Regions from separate parts of the Mus musculus genome. Here region 2 is linked to region 1. Evidence: chromatin contacts called from public HiChIP or PLAC-seq data. All regions are on one chromosome and are shown on one strand. The core of a region is the stretch at or near the end of the contact, and the rest is flanking DNA. Distances in the headings are between cores, read along the strand shown.

Evidence for each region. HiChIP or PLAC-seq counts read pairs in DNA pulled down with a chosen protein or histone mark.
Region 2: a contact with region 1 is called in an HNF4G HiChIP or PLAC-seq map of pancreatic cancer cells. The contact joins two enhancer-like sites.

What each region holds. Positions count from the first base shown.
Region 1 is chr9:60,080,236-60,084,911 of GRCm38.p6, forward strand. The region is part of intron 7 of Thsd4 (thrombospondin, type I, domain containing 4); the gene reads right to left. Among named protein-coding and RNA genes, the nearest start is that of Gm7616, 130 kb to the left of the region's middle. Within about 2 kb of position 1,921, at least 39 of the 459 cell types and tissues checked have an H3K27ac peak or open chromatin away from gene starts, as enhancers often do. A contact at or near this core is called in pancreatic cancer cells, where this site is marked.
Region 2 is chr9:60,503,352-60,507,633 of GRCm38.p6, forward strand. The region is part of intron 1 of Thsd4 (thrombospondin, type I, domain containing 4); the gene reads right to left. Among named protein-coding and RNA genes, the nearest start is that of Thsd4, 5.5 kb to the right of the region's middle. Within about 2 kb of position 1,435, at least 50 of the 459 cell types and tissues checked have an H3K27ac peak or open chromatin away from gene starts, as enhancers often do. A contact at or near this core is called in pancreatic cancer cells, where this site is marked.

The DNA of each region.
Region 1 (4,676 bases), core at 671-3,170:
CATGAGCCCAGAAGTTAAACATGCCATTTCCCTGTGATAGTAGAAATAACAGTGTGAAGTGGTCACACATCTGTAGCTCAGGGTCCTGGGTGGTATGACTGGAAACCTAGAAACCCAAGTGTCCTATTGCTTGGCTTCTCTCTTAAGGATGAATCTTATACATTACAGAGGAAAACAGTGGGTTGTCACAAGATACCCACTGTGTGTGTGTGTGTGTGTGTGTGTGTGTGTGTGTGTGTGTGTATGAGAGAGAGAGAGAGAGAGAGAGAGAGAGAGAGAGAATGAATGAATGAATGAATGAATGTACATGTGTCAGGCACAGAAGTGAAGGCAAGAAGTCAACCTTGAACGTTATCTCTCAGACCCTGTTGTTTGAGACAGGATCTCTCCATAGCCTGGAACTTGCTGATTATACAAGACTGGCTGCCCAGTAAGCACTGGGGATCCACATGTCCCCACCCCTCCCGAGCTGGGATTACAAGCTCACATCGCTCATATCACTGTACCTAGATTTTTCACATTGAGTGCTATGGATTGGGCTCAGGTTCTCCTCCTTACACGGCAAGCAAGCACTTTACCAACAGAGCTGCTGCCCTCAACTGACACTCTGAAATATTTCCTATTTCCCAGTTAACTAGAACTGTGGGCATTGAGAAGGGCTGACTGCTAGACCAAAGAGCCCTATCTCTGCGAGTGTTTTAGGTTTCAGTGCCTAAGACCCTTTCTTTCCCTTTAGGGATCCTCCTCTTACAGACTGGCTGCTCTTAGCTTTCTGCTGATGTGATAAACACCAAGACTAACAACAACCTGGGGAGAAAATGGTTTATCTCATTTTACAGGTTCTCCTCCATCATGAAGTCACAACAGCTCCAGACAGGAGCCTGCAAGTAGAAGCTGAAACAGCCACTATGAAGGAGTCCTGCTTACCAGTAAGTTCAGGTCCACTTGCCTAGGGATGGAACCGCCCACAGTGAGCTGGGCCCTCCTACACCAACTAACAATAAAGAGAAATGCCTCACAGACACGTCCACAGGCCAGTCTGATGAAAGCGATTTCTCAGCTGAGATGCCCCTTTCCCAGGTGACTGACTCTAGGTTTGTGTCAAGCTGACAGCTGAAGCTAAGGATGATACTGGGATATGAGCTGTCATCCAGTCTCCTCCCCTCTTTCTTTCCTGACACCCTGGAAGGAAAAAAAAGGCATAGGCCTTCTTTATCTCATGAGCTCTACCAGCCACTATGCAAGGCCAGGAAAAGAGACACAGGTATTTGGTAAGGCTGTTTGCCTTGCCTTGCCTTGCCTTGCCTTTCCTGCTCCCTAGTTAATGAAACTAAAGTGGCCCAAGCCTTCTTTGCTGGAGGAACTTCAAGCACCCAAGACAACATTTGGAAATATCTGGAGATAAGTTTGATTCTACAACTGGCAGCAAGGGAGGTGTGCTATTGGCATCTGGTGGACAGAGGCTGTGGATGCTGATGAAAGTCCTGCAATGCACAGGGCATCTCTGTGGCAAAGGGGGATGTTACTATGGAGAAATTACTGTTGGAAATGGAGACACACATTCATGAGTTTAATTTCCCAAGGAACACTAGGGCTCTGCTTAGAGGACCTCAGTCTTTGTGAGGCTCTTTCTTCTCTGGGTATTGTGGGTTGGTGTTACCATCCATCCTCCCTCCCCTCCCCTCCCCTCCCCTCCCCTCCCCTCCCCTCCCCTCCCCTCCCCTCCCCTCCCCTCCCCTCCCCTCTCCTTCCTTCCTTCCTTCCTTCCTTCCTTCCTTCCTTCCTTCCTTCTTTTTTTTTTTTCAGGGCCTTGTAAAAGGGCATGCAAAGTACTTGCATGCAAAGTAAGGCACATACCACTGAGCTATATTCCCAGCCCTCTGTGACCATCTTCAAACAATGCAGTGGAGGTCGATTAGTCATGCCCTGTGGCCTTCACACTTGGAGGTCGATTAGTCATGTCTTGTGGACTCCATGCTTGAGAGGGCCTCTCTCTGTCTTCAGACCAAGGACCCCAGCTTCACATTCTCCTGCACAGTCATGTTCAGAGCACTCACACCTCTTTAATTACATAAAGAGAGTTCTCAGGGAAAGCATGACAAGAAACAAGAACCCTGAAATTGCGGGTAAAATATAAACAAATGTTTTGGCTGATGCAGTGCACATTTTTTAATCACACAGCGTGTTTTCAGAGTGCACAGAGCCCTGCCCAGAATGGCTCAAATTAAAGATCAAAGGCAGTGCCGTGACAAGACAGAGTGGTGCTCCAAGCCAACTTCACATGCCTGCTCCCCCTCCCTGCAAACAGCTCTGTGCTCATCCCTTCCCCTAAGAGGAGTTTGTCTGAAGCCCCCATTAAGACAGTGAGCACTGATTAAAGGGTGATTTATCTATTTATTTATTTTTGATCTGTTTAGTTTCTCTTTCATGGTGGGGGATGTTTTAGAGTATAGTTAGATAGCACATATTTAAATAAACGGAAGACTGTGATAGAAACAGAGCCAGTTTTCAAAGACACATACGTCTGAGACTCAGAAAGTAGAAACTATCCAGACATTCAAACTTGAGGCAGGAGATAGAAAGCTGGCCAAGGGTGGGCGGAGGCCCCTCTGGGAACATGCAGGACACCTGGCCACATGAGCCTTGGGTGCAAAGGTGACTCCAAGAATCCAAGAGCCCAGATGTTCCTACCCTGTTGTGTGGGCAAAGCACAGATGAAATGAGCTAGAAATACAGAGGCTGTGTGGTCAGCAATCCTGAAGGGATACATTGGCTGCTGTGGGTATGATGGCTTTGATCTGGATGGGGACAGGGCACAACAAAAACAAAGAGAAGCTTACAGGGAGGCTGAAAACTGTGGGTTTGAGAGACAGCATGAGGGTGGATCTGGAGGGGAAGAAAGCATGTCAATCATTGTCACAAAGGAATAATTGGAGGTGGGGGAGGGAAGCTACAAATCATGCTATGTGTCATGTCTCCAGCACTGACCAATGGATAATTAATGGACCTAAGAGCCACCCCACATGACCCTAGCACCCAGAAGTGGAGGCAGGAAGACCTGGGGTCATCTTTAAAGACATACTCAGTTTGAGGACAGGCAGGCCTACGTGAGACGGCTGAGGAGATAACCCAGCGGCTAAAACTCTTGCCATGGAAGTGTGAAAACCAGAGTTTAGACCCTAGAAGCCACTTAAATTCCAGCTGGACATAGTGGTCTGCCTCTAAATCCAGCTTTGGGAGGTACAGAGAAAGGCTCTTCAGAGCTGGCCTGGGAGACTCTAGCCATATTGGTGACCTCTGGATGTCACTGAGGAACCCTGCCTCAAAGGATGAGGTACAGGAATGATGGAGATGATTGCCAGCTTCAACCTCTGGCCCCCACACGCATGCAAACACAAATGCATACACTTCCACAGACGTGTGCCCATCTATACACAGAAATGTGCACACCCCATAGTGAACAAATTGGAAAAAGGAAAAACAAAATAGCAATGAGTTGCCTGGTTGCCAGTGACAGATGTAAAACACCAGGTCCCTCTGAGGATGTGCTCAGAAAGAACTCTCAGCTCCTCCTGCACCACGCCCACCATGTTCCCGCCTTGATGATAATGGACGGAACCTCTGACCTGTAAACCAGCCCCAATTAAATGTTGTCCTTATAAGAGTTGCCTTGGTCATGGTATTTGTTCACAGCAGTAAAACCCTAACTAAGATAAACAGGACTGCTGGAGGCTCATGTACACACCCTGATCTCCACTGAAGTGGGGCTAGGCCTAGTACACCTCAGCTTAAAACCTGCTTTGTGCTTCTTGGCTCCTGTGCAGCCTTGGATAAATTAGTTGTTTTCATGGCAAGCATTCTCATATTTATTACAGGGATGAAAAACACACAGGGCTATTACACAGTATTAAAGGGGGTCACAGTTACAAAAGTTCCCTGGGGGAGAATCTGGAATATTCAAAGGCCTACTGAATATTTGTCTGGTTATCTTGGTGTGGTCTCCTCTAAAATACTGTCTTTCTGGGCATGCAGTATGCCTGTGGTTCCCACTTGCCTTCCACTGTATTTTAAAACCAAAATTTTGTCTTGAGCCAGGAGGTGAAACTTTTTGAAACACATCCTCTCTGCCCTGAGTGGAGGAAGACACACAGCTCAACTAGGGAAATGTTCATGCTGAAACCAAAGCCACTTCCCACTGCTCCCTGCAGGGATGGTGCACTCCACTGAAAACACAGAAACGTCTCACTCAGGGGAGTTTCGTTTTAAGGTTCAGAAGACATTTACCATACCCTCAGGACCATTCCCAGCCTGGCTTCAGCAGGTGGTCCTCATAAGAGATTTATAGCTTTCAGCAAGCTCTCTGAGAGGCTGTTATGAGCTATATGATATCTCTGTCCCTCTAAGAGATAATCTTACTTCTGGTTTAGTGAAAGGTCTGCTACTTGCAGCTGAGAGTACAGAAATATAGCCTAAGCTTAGCTTACCTTGGATTTTCTCCAAAGAAGTCATTTCAGAAGCATGGACCCTTGGCTGCCTGGGGACCAAGAAAGCCAGGGGCAGAGCTGAGAGTCACTGTCTCGGTCCCAGGTAAATATGACAGGGAGTTTATACCACACAAACTCACAGAAGCTAAACACTCGCCTCTCAAGAACCTGTCTTTCGGACAAGCGATCCGC
Region 2 (4,282 bases), core at 185-2,684, 420 kb after region 1:
TTGTCTTTGAACAGGTATCAGACACCATCTGCCTACACTTGCTCCTAGAGAGTTAGGAAGGTCTCTAAAGGCAACAGATAGATATAGATACAGTCTCTAAAGGCAAGAGACTGTAATTACCGTTATAAACACCAGCATCCAGATACACTGCCTGGGAGAAGGCAGGGAGCAAGAAAAAGCTGGCTGGATGGATGGACGAGTGGCTGAATGATAAACATGATGTTCTTCTCTTACTGGGATGTGCACACATGTAGAAACCAGAGGTCTGTGTCAAATGTCTTCCTTAATTGCTAGCCACCTTATTTTTATCCCTTTTTTTCATGTTTCGTGTGTGTTGTTGTTGTCATTGTTGTTGTTGTTGTTCTCTTCTTCTTCTTCTTCTTCTTCTTCTTCTTCTTCTTCTTCTTCTTCTTCCTCTTCCTCTTCCTCCTCCTCCTCCTCCTCTTCCTCCTCCTCTACATCTTTATGCACAGGCATAGATAAGTGGAATCATGTTTGATCAGTTTCCCTTTTCACTGGGGCAGGGACTCTCTATCAAACGCAGAGCTTTCCAATATGACTAGTCTTGCTAGCCAGCTTGCTCTGGAGAACCCAGCTCTGCCTCCAAAGGCTGGAATTACAAGCAGATACCACACCCCCTTGTTGTTTCACATGGGTTTCTATGGACCCAAATTCCCATCTTCTGGCCTGTATGTCTAGTATTTAACAGCCAAGCAAGCCATCTATCTGTCCAGCCCTTCACCTCATTTTTTGAGATAAGACCTGCCACTGAGCTTTGCCGCTGTCCTGTTTGGCGACATTGGCTGGCCAGCAAGCTCCGGGAATCCACCTGTCTCCACCTCAGCAGTGCTGGGATTACAGATCCCTCATCTGTCTTTTTCTGTGAGTGCCGGGGAACTGAACTCGCGTCTTCGTTCTTGCCAGCTCCCCAGCCAGAGCTTTACACAGCAGAGGGCAGGACTCTCTCCTTTCTCTGGAGATGCTGCCACGCATGTTCAGCAGATATTCACAGAGAGGCCTGGGAGTAGGCAGACAGACTAACCACTGCAGATACAGACAGACGCTGCTGCCTCTGTAGAGGCTCTGACCTCTCAAATCTTCTCCAGGCAGTCAGGAACCCACACAGCCCTTTCAGGAAATCCAGCCCCAGGCCACAGGGTGTCCACTGAAACTGACCTTGGGGCCTCCCCTGACCTTGTCACATCCCCAGCTTCTTCTCCCCTGGATGGAGGACAGCCAGAGGAATGTTCCCCGACCAATTTGTCCTTGGCTGATGGTCTTTCCTCCCACCGTGTCACGTCATAGGGCCCAGCCCTTTTTTTTCCTCTTGTCACTCAGCCACAAAACTCATTTCTTCCCATGGATCCCCCATACTGCAGAACGACTAGCTCACCCTGAGCAACGAGGAAACACACAGAATGTGAGTCAGGAAAAAAATGTGGCAATACATTCAAACACTCTGGCTCCTAGCAAGTAAAGCTCGCCACCGGCTTTGTTCTCCATCAAGGGAAAGCACCCTGGCAGCTCCTTCCTCACCTGGAGAAAGTTGGTGACCGCACAGACAGCATCACCTTCACGGTCATTAACACTGCTGTGGATTTATGTTTGTTTTCAACCCTAAAAGGAAAAAGTGTCTCCCAGGTAACTAGGGAAAATATTCAAGTGTCGAAATAATCAGGCAGGAAGGCAGGCAGGATGTTTCAAATGCATGAGCCATGTGTGCCGGCCTCTGGAGCATTGCCTTGTTCAGCGTCAGAAGACGTATCAGATCAAAGGGGAGGGACTTTCTCCTCTGGCTTCATCATCTGCCTGACCACAGAAGTCCATCAGCTTTGTGACATTGTTTCAGTCTAAATCTCATAAAAGGAACTCCAGTTCAGCTGCTGTCACAGTGTATTGTTACCATTAAGACTTCCTCCTCTTTTCTGAGTTGGTGCTTGGCACAGCGCTCATGCACAGCAGGTACCCATTTGGGTGACATCCAAGGCTAGCACTCTACCTCACCAGGAGGGTCTTCTCTTCAAGGTAGGCTGCCAGCAGGGGATCTGAACAGCAGTGGTGGTCTGTAGTAGCAAACACTACATGTTTCTAAGTGCTTCAGAGATGTGTAGTTCTAAAGCCCTGAACACCCAGGAAATAGTTGGGTCACAGGTAACCCTCCCTAGGATTCAGACACCTAGAGGCTGACGAATCCAGCTGTTCCCCCAAATCAGTTACAACTTCTCCAAGAATCCTCTTCCATGAACAGACTATACTGCCTGGCTTGGGGCTATCAAAGGAAAAAGAGCAGACTGCTTCTGCCCAGCTCTGCATGGGACCTGCAACTTTTCCAACGGGCTGTCCTGAGCTTCAACAGTGAGCTATACCATTCCTAACACCTACGTTAGGACGATCTGGCCAAAAGCAAGGTAACCCTGGGACAAGGAGAGTGTCAGCTCAGACCATCTTCCCCTTCTTCTGACTTAGGGTCTTAGCCTGCCTTTTCTTCATTAGAATCTATGTCCCATTACCTATAATGCCTTTGTCATTCTGCAGAGCATCTGTGTCCATACACACACACACACACACACACACACACACACACACACACACACCCCAGGGAAGGAGGGTTCACGTATGTGTTAACAATACAAGAACAAATTCCTAGAGAGCAAGTGACATGACATGCTCACTCACAAGTGGACCTGGTGAAACTTCAGAGCTGAGTTATGGATAACATGGTTTTTCTATTAGAAAAAAAAACCCATGTATACAAAATTATGCATGTTCCTGGGTACCAATCCCTATCCCCATTAAAAAAAAAAAAAAGCACATTAAGAAAAGCCAAAAACCTATAGAAAAAAAATGTAAATAGAAGAGTGCTAATTATTTACTGTCTCATAATCTAATGTCAAACGGCTCTGAAGCCTCCCCCGGCACTCAGCATCAACTGTACATTCCCCAAAGGCCTGATGGCCAACATTCTCCGCTGCACAGCACCCAGGCTGCAGCTGGGCTCCAGCCAGGGGAGGTGTAAGCTGTGCTCTGCCCAACTCACTGCCTGCCAGCTCTGGTCTTGAGTCTAGGATCTTTCCCCAGTTCCCTGCACGCCTGCTCGTGAGCATGAGCCATAAATTAGCTGGGTCCACTTTCTGCCCTTGGTACTTCCAAGTGTCAGGGGGATGAATTTGCCTTTTCCTGCTCTGCCCTGAGGCCTACACCACCAGGTTTGTATTACATCCATCTTTCTTTTCTCTTTCTTTCTTTCTTCCTTTCTTCCTTCCTTCCTTCCTTTCTTTTCTTTTCTTTCTTTCTTTCTTTCTTTCTTTCTTTCTTTCTTTCTTTCTTTCTTTTTTAAAGCAACAGAAATCTGGTCAATGATTTGTAGCAACCACAGCTGCAGCCTGTGTGCTGGAAGCTCTGACTGGCCCTTCAGAGAGAAGCAGAAATTGAGCACCTTAGACTTATGTTCTTGACAGGATCCATGACAGGCCAGCATTAGGTCAAGCTGGAATCAGGTATGGTGATTAAAAGATTAAGTCAATACCAAAGAGATGCCCAGCACATAAACTAAGGTGGCTTCTAAGGAAACTGAGCTCAAGCAAAACTATGAAGGGAAATTGAGCTTCGGAAGAAGAAAGCTGTTAACAGACCCGTCACTTGAACCCCATCAGCACTGCGGGGACTCCATTCACATCTGTCTCCCTTTCCTGGCTCACTCTAGCAGACACTGGAAAAATTGCTAGCAATAGCACAAGCACCACAAACTCTGACCGGTGTTCTCTCATCCTGACCTCTGTGACCGGGGGTCACATTGAGCTCCCGGGAGCCCCACATCTCACAACCTATCCGCCCATCAGCTTCTAGTTTCCTCCTGTCGATGGCTATTTCCGTGCAATGTGCACCAGCTGTACATTCAGCCCTGTATGTTAGTAGGGGCGTCACCGTGTCTCCAGAGACTGGAGCTCAGTGTTCACCCAGCCTTCTGTGAACCTCACTCCCTGTGTGTCAGGCTCAATCTTTTGCCAACTCTTTTCCTCCGCATTCTTTCTCCCATAACCTCTCCTGTGCAGTTTCCACCTGGCCTCATCCAACCCGCCAGTCATTCAACTGCAGTCCTCGTTTCTCCAACTTCCCCCACACACCTTTCTCAGAGACCAAGTGGGGAGCTCAAGTGATGACTCATGGGTAAAACAGTGGCTACACAAGTATGCAGATGAAAATGTGACCCCTAGGAACCCCCATAAACAGAGGCCAGGCACACACCTGCAATCCCAGCATTTGGGAGGTGGAGACAGGGAAT